Linked DNA regions of Sus scrofa: all the other regions are linked to region 2. The links are chromatin contacts, called in public Hi-C and HiChIP or PLAC-seq maps. All regions are on one chromosome and are shown on one strand. Each heading gives the region's core, a stretch centred on a gene start, on an enhancer-like site or on the middle of the called end of the contact. The rest is flanking DNA. Distances are from core to core; before and after follow the strand shown.

Region 1 (2,832 bases), core at 84-2,583, 190 kb before region 2:
TGGGTTAAGGGCCCTGCCTTGCCATGAGTTGTGGTGTAGCTCGGATGGCAGACGCATCTCGGATCTGGTGTGGCTGTGGCTGTGGTGTAGGCCAAGAGCTGCAGCTTCAATTTGACTCCTAGCCTGGGAACTTCCATCTGCTGCAGGTGCGGACCTAAAAAGACAAAAACAAAACAAAACAGAGGAAATGCTCCTGAGGTCTTTGAAGGTGTAGCTTAATCACATCCCGAGTGCATTACTCTGCAGCTTTTACCTTTCTTGTCAGCAGGGTGAGAGCGGCTTTCGAGGGGACCCCAAGCCTCAGAACTGCTCTGGCCTGGTGAGCCAGACCAGGCTCCCAAGCCCGGCTTTGGGGTGACCTGGAGTGTCATGGGCTCCAGCCCACTCCTTCGTCGCCGCACTTGCCAGACTGGACAGAGGAGGGCAGAATTGGGCGACGCAGTGTCTGAAGCTGTGTTGGGAAAGGAGAACTGAGAAACTATAGGCCAGACTTCTTACTCTTTTCACCAGGCACCCTGAGAGGCATGGGCGTGGTTAGGAAGCTCCACGCTGTGGGTCGCGGGTCTTCCCTCAGAGCCCGATGGAGACAGGTTCTCCCTGTTGTCGGGGACTCAAGAAGCTCCGGTGGGAAACAGAACCCCAAACTTTCTGAAGAGGGAATAAGTCTTCCGCCTGCCTTGGCCTGAGGAGATCCTTCTGGGGCAGAGATAGTGGCCGCTTCGCTGGGGGCCCCCGGGACTTCACAATGTTTGCTCCTGACGGAGGGGCGCGACCCTTTATAAAATAACATGGTACACAGAAATCAAATCTCTCGCCTAAAGGCCTCATCTTGAGGTACGCTAGCCGTGCTGGACCCTCAGGAGAACCAAAAACTCCCAGGTCAACCTGAGGCGAGCCCCAGGCGCAGGCGCAGGACTGCTCGGCGCCAGGGGCCGGGCACTCGGAGGCGGGGCGAAGGCCACTCACGTGAGCCGCGAAATATCTCCGCGATTTCCCTACAAGGACTTCGGCTGCCGAGCCCCGCCCCTAGCCGGGCTTTGGAATGTGCGGAGGGGCAAACCCACAGGAGAGACTCACCCATTTGCCAACAGAAAAGGGGGGAAAGAAAAGCTTACTTTGTAAAAGGGGGTATAAAAAAGACTAAAACTTAGTCATTAGTCCCAATGAACCATTTAACGTTTTTCTATGTGCTAGGCTGCCCAATTGATACTTTCTTGCAATGCAGTCGGTCAAAATTACGCCCTTGGAGCATACTGGCAACACCCCTGCCCCGTCGCCCTTCCGTTAACCCAGGCTCACAGTGTTAGCCCAGAATGGTGACTCGACTTCCTTCCGGTTCGCTAGGCGGAGGCCGGAAGTGTTGGATTGTAGCGGCTCTGGTATTGGAAGCGAGTTAGTAGCGGCAGCCGAGGCAGCGAGGGGGTACCCGAAGCAATCGGATTCTTGCGGCTGAGCAGGGTGAGTGGTGCTTGGGGCTCATTCTGGCCGCATACCCGTGGGGCGGCTGATGAGCAGCGGTGCTTCCGTGGTACCGGGAGCGCACCTGGGCAGATGTACCAGCCGCTTCGTGGGTTTCGAGCCCAAGGGCCAGCTCCAGTATCAAAAGCCGGGGGCCGGAAACGGCCCAGATGCCAATTTTGCCAGACTTGGAGGTCAGGAAATGTGGCTTAGCCTGCTGGCGCCGCGAGCTTGGGCGACAGCCGGCCTGGGAAACCCGAGCCCCGCGGATCTGACTCTGGGACTAAGTTTAGTTTCTAACGTAAACTTGCCGGATTCAAGAGTTTGCGCAAAAACTGTAGCCCATTGCCTCCCCCACCACCACTCCGGCGCACCTCCCCGCTGCAGCTGTTGTTGCAGCTGTGTGGCTACGTTTAGTTGGAATAACCACCTCAAATTAGCATCTTCCTCAGCTCAGTGTCCATTCTGTAATTAGAACTTTGTTTTAAGTGATATTTGGGCAAAGGGAGGTTTGGTGTTTAATTTGCGGCTTCAGAAAAATTCCATAATACACCACCACATTCCTTTTGGGTGGAGACTTGGGGTTATATCAGTTTCCCAAAGTGTTTCTTTTTATAGTAGTTGAATTGGTTTATCAAAGAGTATGTCAGTTCTTTACAGAACTTGGAGTAGAAATAAGCGTTCAGGTGAGATTTTAACTTCAGCGCACAAAGTTTTATATCTAAAGGTGAAGAAAGTGAGTATTTCTTAAAATTATTGCTGTTTGTTTCATGTTCTGGAAGGCATTCGATAAAACTTGACCAGAGAGCTTTTTATTTTCAAAAGTGAGGCTTTACTCTCAGTGAACCCCGACAAAGAATTGCCTTTGTCAAGTGCTGAGAACTTTTTGGGTGTGGCAGTCTAAGGGAACTGTTCCTACCTTTAACCGGAAGTTTGCAAAGGAATTGAAAACTTGGTTTAGTTGGAACGGAAGCACCACCCTGAAAATGTACTTTTAAAAAACTGTGGTTGGCACCAAAAAGTTATATATCTATTTAGCTTGGAAAAAGGTTTATTGTTTAAATGAGACAAATCAGTAGATTTGGTCTGGACTCGGAAAGCAGACACTGTGCTGTCGTACTAGGAGGTGTTTTCTGAAATGAGAGTTTTTCCTTAAAGAACATGTTTCCAGAATACTGGTCAATTTGAGTGTTCTGTAGTAGAAAAAGTCTTCAGCTCAGTTTACACTTATTACCACTATAAATGCTGGAATCTAGGATTCTAACTAGAGTAATATAGTGTAATGTTGATTAATTTGTAATGGGATTAATCCCATTTTACAAATGAAACCAGAGTATCTAGAAATTCTGAAAAAAATCTTCTGGTTGCCCTTGG
Region 2 (2,757 bases), core at 57-2,556:
ACTGTAAGGTTGCTGCCTTCTTAAGAGTGACTTTTTTCCTTGTTTATTCATTTTAAGTCCTGTAATTGGAAAAACCACCCAGGCTTTGTAAACTCTGGCCTTAATTCACTCTCCGGTCGGGGGTGTCTTTTTTGGGGAGGGTGCGTGGGTGGGTGACTGGCTCTAATTTTCAGTGTAATCCTAAAACAGAGGCTCCAAAGTCTAGTTAGTCATCGTTTGGCTGCTTCATTCCTCCTTGGGCTGAACCTTATTTCCCCGGAGCTACTGCTGGGTTCTCCATCGAGGTTACAAAACAAAAACAGCACAGAGCAGAAACTGGAGACAGGCTTGGGCGCTGATGTCTTACTAGGTTTATTTATGTTTGGGGTTTTTTGTTGTTGTTGTTGTTGTTTTTAAGTGATGGGGAAGGTCTTAGTGTGGCATGTGACAGTTCATTTACTTCAAAACAACGGCACAGACACTCGCGAAAACTGCACCCAGAGGAGAGGGAGGGGAGGGGGCTTGCTTGCGTTTCTTGAAATCGTCCAGACAGCATCCGGTCTTTTTAAAGGGTTATTTCATCTAGGAACTCTTGTTGGAGTTCTCTCGACTCTCAACCAAAATAAGCCAACGGGAACACATGTTTACTTAATGGTTAGTTTCTGTTTGAAATGGGGGGTGGGGGCCCAGCAGGATTTAAGTCATAAAAAGTAGACTCTTTACCGAAACAGATGAGCAGCCCAGGGTGTGGTAGCCCCCTTCACATAGAGGCGGCAGCTGCCTGGGCCCGGAGTGTCCGGCCGAGTCTCAGCCGGGCAGGCGGAGCGTCCGGGCCGTCCCCAGGCAGAGACTTTTAAAGAGCATGTGAGCATGACAAGTGTCTGTCCGCAACGTGTTAGATTTCGAAACTGCCTTACAATCCAGTCCGGAACTCGCAGCTTTAGCCGGGAGGAACAGACTTTAGCCTGGGGTGTCTGTGTCTCATCCTCCCCCCTCGCCCCCCCTCCCCCGTAGCAGTTGGAGGAAGAGCCCCGGGAGGAGAAGGGTGCGCCGCGCCGCGCCCGCGTGTCAATGGCAGCCGCGCATTCTGGAAGAAGTTGGTTCTTGTCCCGAATACTTTTCCTACGGAGCTCCGCCCCTTGAATCAGCAGCCGCTGTCTTCTCCTGCGGCTAGAGCTGGGACCGTGGAGTTGAGGCAGCTGTCAAAAACGAAAGGAGCCTTTTCTTCCCCGGGGTGGAGGAGGGGACGGCCTTTTTCCCATCTGTTGCAATTTCGTAACCAAACCAAACCAAACCAAACGCACCCTCCCCAGCCCCGGGAAGAAAGGCCCACAGGAGAAACTCGCGGCGCTCGGCTGGTGTCGCCGCCGCTGCCGGGGCAGGCGGCGTGCGCGCAGCAGGGAGACCAGATCACGTTTCTGGGCTCCGCCACCCCCACGAGGGACGAGTGACAGCGGCCTGGGGGCGCGGAGTGAGGCGGCGCGGCTGCGGCGGCGCTCGGTGCCGTCCTCTCCGGCTGGAAGGTGCGGGGGAGGGGCGGAGGAGCGGCCGGGCGGGCGGGGGACGGGGCGGGCGGCTGGGGGCGGAGGCAGGACCTCCTGTACCTTCCCTCCTCGCCTCGCTCACTCTGACAGCGCTGAGGTGCGCCGAGCAGGAGCGGGGAACAAAGGAGCGGAGTGGGGAGGGGAGCGAGTTGGGCGAGGGAGAGACCCCGGCCGGCTGCCAGAAGATCCCGGCCGGAGGAAGCCCAAGTGTCACTTGAATTCCACCCAAGGAGCGGGCGCCTGGGATCGGAGCGCCTTGTTTAGCAATAACGGCTGGAGCGCGTCCTACAAGTTACGGGAGAGTCGGCCAGGAAGGAGGACAATCGCTTGGCCCCTCCACCCCCGCTCCTGGCCCCTCGAGACCCCAGCGCTGCCTCGCGCTGGAAGGGGAGCTCCAGAATGAAAAGCAAGAAAGGTGAGGCTCCACGGGCTGCGGGCGCGGGTCCCGGGGAAACGTGCTCGCGGGGCGGCCCTGGGCTTGGGGCGATAGTGACTTGGTGGACTTTTCCGCCCCAGTGGCTCGCCGGCCTCAGCGGCGACCGTCGTCTTTGTTGAGGCTGCGTCTGAAATGGCAGTTGCTCCTTTCCTTCTAGACACAACACGAGGGGCTGTTGTGGGGAGACGGGCCTCTCCACGCTGCTGGCACGTTGTCAAAAAACACGCGCACCGCCTTGTTTGTGCTCCTCCAAGTTTCATTGTCTCCGCCGATACCCCACACTCCGCAGAACCGCCGCGTGGCTTTTCGCTCTTTCTCGCGGGCAGGGGAGTGGGGTTCGGGTCGGGAGCACCTCCGCCCGGCTTTTCCAGGACAGGACCCGGGGTGGTCCGGACGTTGGAGCCGAGGCGCCTTTGTTTGAAAGTTGGGCTCCTGGGCCCCACTCACTCCCGGCCGGGCCCGCTCTACTCCAGGGATGGGGCGTTTTCACAATCGGAGGAATGCAACTCTGGACCCAAGATCGCTCCGAGGTGTCGGTACCTTTGGAAAACTAGACCTTTCAGGATTCCCAGACTCTTAAAAGTTTTCCCACGTTGAATTTGGGGCAAGAGGAAGAGTTAGCACTGAGGGCAAGCAGCGTGCAGTCAGAATGAGTCCAAGTGTGACATGCAAAGAGTGAGCCTGTCATTGTTTCCACCGAGCGCTCTGGCAGCCTTACAACTAAAAGTTGCCGTCAGTCAGATTTAAAAACAAAATACACAGGAAAAAAAAGGGGGGGAGGGAACCCACCACCACGAA
Region 3 (2,700 bases), core at 128-2,627, 150 kb after region 2:
GGTCATCGATGTGCAGAGAAGAGGAAGCTCAACGTTGCTTCTGGGCGAGTGGACACAGGGGAACGAGAGAAAAAACCAATCGGTGTTCCCTCACAGTTCTGTCTTTGCTGGAAATTAGGGACCTTGCCTGAGACTTTCTCAAGAAACTTGTGGGTGCTCAACTTTCCAAATGGTTTCTAAGTTTAAGTTCAGAAATAACTTCTTACTGGGTGGTAAGCCTTGTCTACCCTTCCTTTTCATTCAGCACTGCTGTAGGAGAGAATTCCGCATGCAGGAGAGCTGAAGCCTGGGTAAAGTTTCCAGACCTTCCATTACCAGTGCTTCCAAAACTACTTTCTTAATATCTAATTTGCTCTCTACCGTTTACTTATTTATTTATTTTTTTAGGGCCGCTCCCACGGCATATGGAGGTTCCCAGGCTAGGGGTCGAATCGGAGCTGTAGCCGCCAGCCTACACCACAGCCACAGCAACATGGGATCTGAGCTGTATCTGTGACCTACACCACAGCTCATGGCAACGCCGGATCCTTAACCCACTGGGCAAGGCCAGAGATTGAACCCACATCCCCATGGATCCTAGTTGGGTTCGTTAACCGCTGAGCCACGATGGGAACTCCTGTCTAATGTTTTTTAAAAAAGTATTTCCCTGCGTATTGAGTCTTGTGGATGTGGAAAATAGATGATGCATTGAAAATTGTCTTTCTTAAAAATTTTCTTCTCTTTCTTTAAGTCCTAAGTCTGTCATATTTGCCATAGGTGAAATAATTCCAGGTCCCTCTAAATATCCTTAAATTTTCCATTTCATCATTTAAAAAGGATTTTTCCGTACCTCCTTATATTTCTCTCTTTGGCCACGTTTGCAGCATGCACAAATTCCTGGGCCGGGAGTTGAACCTGTGCCACAGCATCGACCCAGGTTGCAGCAGTGACAACAGCCAGATCCTTAACCCGCTGGCCACAAGGGAACTCTGCTATTATGTTTCTCTTAACAGTAGTCTCCAAATAGGCCTATGTACAATGTGTCCTTAAGAGGGTTTGGTAGGGCTCCAGTCAGAGAAAAAAAGACCTCCCTTTAGGCATAACATTCTCATTCATTTTAAAAGAAAACTTTCCCCAAATGGCAGGACTACAGTGTAGACAGACACATTCCACATCATTTTGGCGAGTTCACACTCTCTGGGACGTTGCCAGTTTCCACATAACTGATTTGTCCTCCCTCCCTAAATGCACAATACTGTACCTGTCCCTTTTGAACCTGTAACAGAGCTGGGCAGGAAGGCAGATGCAGACACACCTTTGATCTCTCATCCTCGGGGGTTCAGGGAGGGCAGACACCTGGCGGCCGCTGAGCCAAAACGAAACACAGGCGGGAATGGAATTACTTTTAAGGGAGCCGCAGCTCCACCAAAGGGGCAGAGCCCATGTTGGGCAGAGGATGCAACAGTCCCACTGCTGTGAAATCAGGCTGGCTGGGGGCTGGTTAGATTTCTTAGGCAGATGGGAAAGATCAGGCAGCTGTATTGAGAAAAAATTTCAAGTAACTCTTTTGCAAATAATATTGCAAAATGTTCAGCTGTGCACAAATGCCAAAAGGTAACTTTGAGGGCAATTCAGGAAGCTTTCAAAGAAAGGATTAAAATGAATTTTTTTTTTTTTTTCCTTTGCAAAACTCTGTTTTTATTAAAGACTTCACCTTTGCACCAGGATGCTGTAAAATACCATTTGGAGCATTTCCTGTGATTTTTGGTGAAACGGCATTGCCCCCTGGCGTTTGCGTGCTGTTTTACACCATCACGTAGAAAGCCCAAAGAATGCTATAGTCAAGCTGTGTGAGGATGCAGCTCCCAGTTTTATCTGCAGCCCGAGAATGTAGACATGGTTTGACAAGACATGGAATAGAACTTCGAAATTAGGATTCTTTTCTTCTCCACCCTTCTACAGAATCTTCTGCGATTTTCAAGTAGCTCTTAAAAGAAATTGATCCGTTTCTAATCTGCCAAGTTTTTCTATATAAATGGTCCTGTGAGTGGCTTCTGCACACTTAGGCATTTTTTCGAACCAACTCAACTATCTCCTGTGTTTTACAGCACTTCCTAGCTTTTCTTTTGCATGTTGTACACACCTGAACAGTCCTGTCTTTCTCTGCCTTCATGCTTCTCTCTCCGATGGAAACTTGGAAGCAAGAGTTATATCTGACTTATAACTGTATGTGCTCTGACTAGCATGATGACTGGCAGAGGGTACATGTACAACAAAAATTGATTGTTTGATTGATATTATAATGCTGTTCACAAAAGGATCAAATGCACTTCCTAATCAACAGCAGCGGAAAGCCAATATGGCAACAAAATTGGAGGCAGGAGAATGTGGTCCTTGGATGGGACTTCAGGGGTCTGTAAGCCCCCTGAAATCATGCAGGCATGATGTCCAGATGTGGGGGAAATGGTCGAATAACTAAAAATTAGAATATATCTACCTCTAACAATCTAGAAATACATAACATTATTCAAACTGCTGTTCTTCCCCAAATGAACCTCTACTCTAGAAAGATCATGAATTAAGTTCATTATCACTGATTCAATCACAAATGTCTTTGGGGCAGACGTTTCTAAGAGCAAGTGCAAAGCTTCTAAATGGTGTTATTGAAGATACTGTGGCACGTTGGCTGAGGCCATCATCACTGAGTGACAGACGAGAATC
Region 4 (2,700 bases), core at 13-2,512, 220 kb before region 2:
TCTCTTTATTTCTGTTTTCCCCGAACATATTGAATAATACTTAATTTTCTAGGCACGTAGATGATGTATTACAAGTAAACAGGCTTTGGCTTTACATCAACAGAGCTGGTTGTCACAGCTCTGACCTCTGGAACGAAGGTACAACTACCTTCTCTTCATCAAGTACATGAGGATTATCCCCGACACATGACAGCTAGAGTGTGTTGGGAGGAAAGGTGGTTTGGTTGTCTCCTATTTCTTTAAGACCTTTTTTCTTCCTGAAAATAATTTGGGAATTTGGGAAGAAATACTAACTCCATGGTTGGAATTGTGACATGAATGATATTTTGTACAGGCATTAGAGGCTGAAAGCTGATAAAAACTCTTCACAGTAAATATTAACTTTGGGACCATTTTGTGGGGAATTTATGTTGCCTGTGAAATACTGCTTAGCCGTTTTCATAGGAGAAATACCACAGTGCACTCTTACATTTATCCACATGGCATTGTTGGAGCAAATTAGAAACTAGTGACTTCAGAGTTCATTTACTCCTTTTGATCTAATTTGTAATCAAGGAGCATTGTAGGCGTATGGAGGATAGAAAACACATGATTTCCTGTTACCTCACTCATCCCAGATTTCAACCAAACCACTGAACTGTAATTTGGAAGAAGCACTTGACTCACACTTACAGTTCCATCTGAGACAGCTATTATCTCCTTATGGTTCCAGGAACAGCAGCTTAATTTTAGAAGAAGCCGCTGAGCTGAGAGAAGAGCTGTGCCAGCACAAACCGGCACCCTGCTGCTCGTTTTCCTTCCCAGGAGCCCCACTTTCCTATTTCCCTGCACTTCTGACATCTCTTTGACAAAACTGCTGAGCTCAGAAGATAGAAACCACACACACCGTGGTGCTGCTAAGCACATGAAATATCAAGTGCATTCTTCTGCCCCAAGGTCACACTTACCAGTTTGCAGAGGAGTGGCAGTGGTGGAAATATTCCGACGTGACCGTGGAGCTGGATGAGAGAATGAATAACCCACGGAGGCTGAATCCAAGAAAAAGTTAAGAGCAGGGCTAAAGACAGGACCCTGGGGGCCAGTTCAAAAATAATGCATGTGGTCAGGCAGTAGAATGTCAGAGCCACACAGCCAGCCTTTTATGGCCAAGAAGGCAGATAAATATAGCAGCAAATGGGAAGGGTAGTCCTAAACTGAGAGGCAGAGGGAGGCACTGGCAGGTAGCTGCCTGGGTAATGTAATTACATTAATGCCAGTCAATGGGTCTGGCTTGATTAAACCAAATGTGAGATATTTATTTGGGTATAAGGGCTATTTTCAATATCATTTTATTACTGGTTATCTGAAAGTGTAATGGAAAGAGTGGTTTGTGTTGAGAGCTAAAAATAGATGTAGTAATCTGATTCCCAAAATGGACTTCATGGAATGTAAATGCCAAGATAATCGTTCTGGATGTGCTGTTCATAATGCATGTACATTTAAAAGACACAAGGTGAAAAAAGAACATGAGGCTAACTAGAGGCAAACAAGTAAGAAATGGGTTACAGGCGGTAGAAATTTTGGATCGAAGATTCGGGGGTCACCAGTTCTCTCATTTCAGGAAAATTTTACAAAGTAGGTCATAGCTTCAAGTTTGAGTATTTGATTCCCCAGTCATTAAAGCCTTTAGGAAGCAACATGTTTTATCTTTCCTAAAGCCAGAGTAGGGTCAGTCTATCTAACATCACTTCTCTTTCTTTGTTTTTTCCAACTATTTCACAAATTCAGAGGTGGTAAAACCTGGTGGTTAGAGCTTGCACTTCAGACTCAGACCAGACCTCAATTCCAGACCGTTGATGGCACTTAATAGCCATGTAACTTTAAGCAATTTATTTTTCTTTAAGCTTCATTTTCCTTCTCTATAAAATGGGGATAATAACGTCCAAATTATGGGACTGCTGTGGAAATCAACGTGATAACACAGAGAAAGCACTCACCTATCGACTGCCACATAATGAAGACCCAGTAAATGTCAACTGTTGTTCTGATAGTAGTAATTTAAAAGTTCAGATTATAGGTACTGAGCAGGTTATGTTCTGATACTAGAGCACCTAAATACAGATCACCTGTATTTATCCAAATACTGAACAGACCCACTATTAGGACCTACTTTCTAATCCCTTTCTTGATGACAATGACAGTTAACACTGTTGAGGACCTATCAAGTGCCAGACACTATGGTAGGCACTTTGTGTGATCCCATTTAATGGTCATAATGCCCTGTAAGGCAAGTAGCATTAGCTTCAGGCTACAGTTGAGGAAACTGAGGCTTCGAGAGGTAAAGTCATTTACCAAAGAGCACACAGCTAGTAAACGACATAAATGCAGTTCATTCAGAGATATGTGGATTCCAAAGCCCATGCTCTTTTTGTCATGTGTTGCCTTATCCTCCCTCCGATGATATTTTGTCTGTAAGAAACTAGATGCTTTCAAATGGTCTTTCAAGTGCAATATGGGTCTCCACTCATAACTGAGGGTCAGCTTTTGAACTACCCACTGTATATTAAAAAAGGTATTCCACTTAGTCCTGAGTGGAAATATTCCGATGTGACTGAGGAGCTGGATGAGAGAATGAATAACTCACGGAGGCTGAATCCAAGAAAAAGTTAAGAGGCAGGGCTAAAGACAGGACCCTGGGGGCCAGTTCAAAAATAATGCATG
Region 5 (2,753 bases), core at 100-2,599, 140 kb before region 2:
TAATATCATTTATCCCTAAAAATAAATATATCAGTGTTTCATCTCAAAATCAAAAGGTCTTAAAAATAAACACATTCTTTGAAATATAAACTATTGAAAATCTAGTCTGAATAGGCTCAGTAAGTATGTCATCTGGGAAATATGAGTGAGGATGAGAAGGTTTATCACATACTGAAATTTTGAGAAAAGTTTTCTTGGACAGAAAAATGGCAAAGATCACATACTGCACACAGCACACCCAATCTTTTAGGTGAACCTCTTAGAGCAGATGTTGTCATATGCACTTTTAGACACAATAACTAGAAGTGTCACTAGATGGCACTATAATCCTTGGTACTGTAGTAACTTCTTCATGAAGTTGAGTCAAAAATCATGAATAAAAATATGCAGAAAGCATCAGTCCCCAAAATGCTGTAACTTTGTCAGTATTGTTTCCTAAAGGGGAAGAATGGATGATAAAATCTATTACAGTGAAATTCATACTATTTTTGAACCCCAAAATGCAGGGAACAATCTCTAAGTCTTCTTTTTACAATGCTGCATTCATCCATTCATTCATTTACAATTATTGAGTGTTTTGATAGTGTCAGGAAAGTTCTCAGGCCAGGGATCGAACCAGCACCACAGCAGTGCTATTTTTGAGATGAAAAGACAAGCATAGAGGGAATTCTTGTTGTGGCACAGCTGAACCAATCCAACTAGTATCCATGAGGACATGGGTTCCATCCCTGGCCTTGCTCAGTGAATCAAGGATCCATCATTGCCTGAGCTGTGATGTAGGTCACAGACGTGGCTCCTGATCCCATGTTGCTGTCACTGCGGTATAGGCTGGCAACTGTAGCTCCGATTAGACCCCTAGCCTGGAAACTCCCATATGCCACGGGTGTTGCCCTGGGGGCAAGGGTGGAGGCACAGAGCCAGTGGATGTGTATGAAAACATTTTGTAAAATCACACTCTCTATATGAATGCTAGTACTACCTCAGGACTGTTGAGAACTATTTCTAGCAGTGGTTGCATTTACACAATAAACCAGTAAGTCACACAGCCTAAGCTAAGTAAGATCAGCCTAAACACAAATGACCATGAGACTGTTTTTAGCGCAGCTGTTGCCCGCCTTGTCTACCTCTTGGAAATACCATCAGAATCAAAATGAAGTAGACAGATCCGAGGTGTTTTGGCAGAGGATACCAGAAGTAGCCTGGCGGATGTTTGAGTGGGTGTGTTTCAGTACAAAAATGTGTTTCAGCGCATCCTGCGGGAAGCCATCCTAATCTTTTACCAGCCCCACTTCTCCCGCCGTTGGTTTTTGCTCCCGGTGCACAGTACTTCCTTTCAGCCGCTTGTTCTGAATGAGCACAATGACGATGCATTTTTCCTGCCAGACATTGCCAACCAGCACAGCAAAAGTAAATCTGAATGCTTGATTCACTTTTTGTAATCATCGGAGTATAAATTGACAGTGACTCACTTAGGAGGTTGTGCTTGTTGTACTTTGCTCAAGTTCCCCTTTTATGTGTGATCTTTTTATTCAGTGATTATTTCCGGAAGTGGATATTTGTCCGCGTGTTGCGGGTGATACAGAGATTCTGAATCCACTCTCCAGCCCTGGATGGTGCAAGTCGTAAAGGTTAGGTTTCTCCTGTCACCAGAATCCCAAGCATGGCTGTGTCCATCCGTGTCTGTGCCAGGGCTACCATGGCTGATGTCCCAGCAGCTCACTGAAGAGGTCACACATGGTTTCTGAGAAATGCCTGCTCTGACATGATACTCACTAGCATCTCAGCGCTACCATCGTTTGCCTTCCTGGCAGCCAGTCACATGGCTGAGAACACAAGTAAACACATGAAAAAGAAAAACCTCCATATTAAGAGTTATATGGAAAATATTCAAGATTTCCTGCTTATTTTAGAGGCAGTTAAAGAAATCCAGTGTGTTATCCATGTCAGGTCCCTACCCACTTATAAACAGTTGAGAGGAGGGTCCACTTGTTGAAAGGTGTCTTGAGAGAGAAGCTTCCACTTCTCAGACTGGAAGACTAAGGCCCTCATCTCCCAAGTCTCCCTGAGGTACCTCAGCCGGTGGGGCAGCAGCAGCCTCCCACTCCAGGCTCTTTCTAGCCTCCACTGGGTCCTTCTCACCTGGCTGATCAGACAGTAGCCTTGGCTGCTCTACCCAACTCAAGAGCTTTTTCCTTTGTCTTAAAATTGCCCTTGTGGAGTTCCCGGGTGGCTCAGTACGTTAAGGACCTGGCATTGTTACTGCTATGGCTCTGGTGCTGTGGTGTGGGTTCGATCCCTGGCCTAGGATGTTCCCCATGCCATGGGCATAGCCAAAAATTTTTTAAATAAAAAAATAGGAGTTCCCGTCGTGGCGCAGTGGTTAACGAATCCGACTAGGAACCATGAAGTTGCGGGTTCAGTCCCTGCCCTTGCTCAGTGGGTTGACGATCCGGCGTTGCCGTGAGCTGTGGTGTAGGTTGCAGACGCGGCTCGGATCCCGCGTTGCTGTGGCTCTGGCGTAGGCTGGTGGCTACAGCTCCGATTCGACACCTAGCCTGGGAACCTCCATATGCCGTGGGAGCGGCCCAAGAAATAGCAAAAAGACAAAAAATAAATAAATAAATAAATAAATAAAATAAAATAAAAACATAAAAATAAAATTGCCCTTGAATTCAGCTCCCTCTCTCTTCTCCCCACATAGTGTTTTTACATCTCGGGTGCCCACACCTTGAATGTAAAAACAAAGAGACAAG

What was found. A called contact is a pair of places that touch in the nucleus more often than the background predicts. HiChIP or PLAC-seq counts read pairs in DNA pulled down with a chosen protein or histone mark.
Region 1: a contact with region 2 is called in an H3K27ac HiChIP or PLAC-seq map of skeletal muscle. The contact joins the promoter of LOC733637 here to the promoter of TGIF1 in region 2. A contact is called at or near these places in 2 of 5 promoter capture datasets (fetal liver and liver), 4 of 47 Hi-C or Micro-C datasets (mesenteric adipose tissue, skeletal muscle and subcutaneous adipose tissue) and 2 of 2 datasets of contacts at active chromatin or transcription factors (alveolar macrophages and skeletal muscle).
Region 3: a Hi-C map of epiblast stem cells shows a contact between it and region 2, with 2.1 times the contacts expected there. The contact joins the enhancer-like site here to the promoter of TGIF1 in region 2. A contact is called at or near these places in 7 of 47 Hi-C or Micro-C datasets (embryonic fibroblasts, epiblast stem cells, fibroblasts and 2 more) and 2 of 2 datasets of contacts at active chromatin or transcription factors (alveolar macrophages and skeletal muscle).
Region 4: a contact with region 2 is called in an H3K27ac HiChIP or PLAC-seq map of skeletal muscle. The contact joins the promoter of MYOM1 here to the promoter of TGIF1 in region 2. A contact is called at or near these places in 2 of 47 Hi-C or Micro-C datasets (embryonic fibroblasts and skeletal muscle) and 1 of 2 datasets of contacts at active chromatin or transcription factors (skeletal muscle).
Region 5: a contact with region 2 is called in a Hi-C map of embryonic fibroblasts, with 2.8 times the contacts expected there. The contact joins the enhancer-like site here to the promoter of TGIF1 in region 2. A contact is called at or near these places in 2 of 5 promoter capture datasets (fetal liver and liver), 16 of 47 Hi-C or Micro-C datasets (alveolar macrophages, brain, embryonic fibroblasts and 11 more) and 2 of 2 datasets of contacts at active chromatin or transcription factors (alveolar macrophages and skeletal muscle).

Annotation. Positions count from the first base shown.
Region 1 is chr6:103,423,291-103,426,122 of Sscrofa11.1, reverse strand. LOC733637 (myosin regulatory light chain 2 protein) reads left to right here and starts at 1,333. Exons shown (of 4, transcript NM_001244251.2): 1 at 1,333-1,458.
Region 2 is chr6:103,233,005-103,235,761 of Sscrofa11.1, reverse strand. It overlaps TGIF1 (TGFB induced factor homeobox 1), which reads left to right and starts at 1,306. Exons shown (of 4, transcript NM_001244289.1): 1 at 1,306-1,502; 2 at 1,754-1,938. The coding sequence starts at 1,923.
Region 3 is chr6:103,079,043-103,081,742 of Sscrofa11.1, reverse strand. All of the region lies in intron 7 of DLGAP1 (disks large-associated protein 1), which reads right to left. Among named protein-coding and RNA genes, the nearest start is that of TGIF1, 150 kb to the left of the region's middle. Within about 2 kb of position 1,377, at least 8 of the 83 cell types and tissues checked have an H3K27ac peak or open chromatin away from gene starts, as enhancers often do. A contact at or near this core is called in epiblast stem cells, where this site is marked.
Region 4 is chr6:103,449,768-103,452,467 of Sscrofa11.1, reverse strand. It overlaps MYOM1 (myomesin-1), which reads right to left and starts at 1,262. Exons shown (of 37, transcript XM_005665300.3): 1 at 948-1,262.
Region 5 is chr6:103,377,812-103,380,564 of Sscrofa11.1, reverse strand. No RefSeq gene overlaps it. Among named protein-coding and RNA genes, the nearest start is that of MRLC2, 30 kb to the left of the region's middle. Within about 2 kb of position 1,349, at least 14 of the 83 cell types and tissues checked have an H3K27ac peak or open chromatin away from gene starts, as enhancers often do. A contact at or near this core is called in alveolar macrophages, embryonic fibroblasts, retroperitoneal adipose tissue and 1 more, where this site is marked.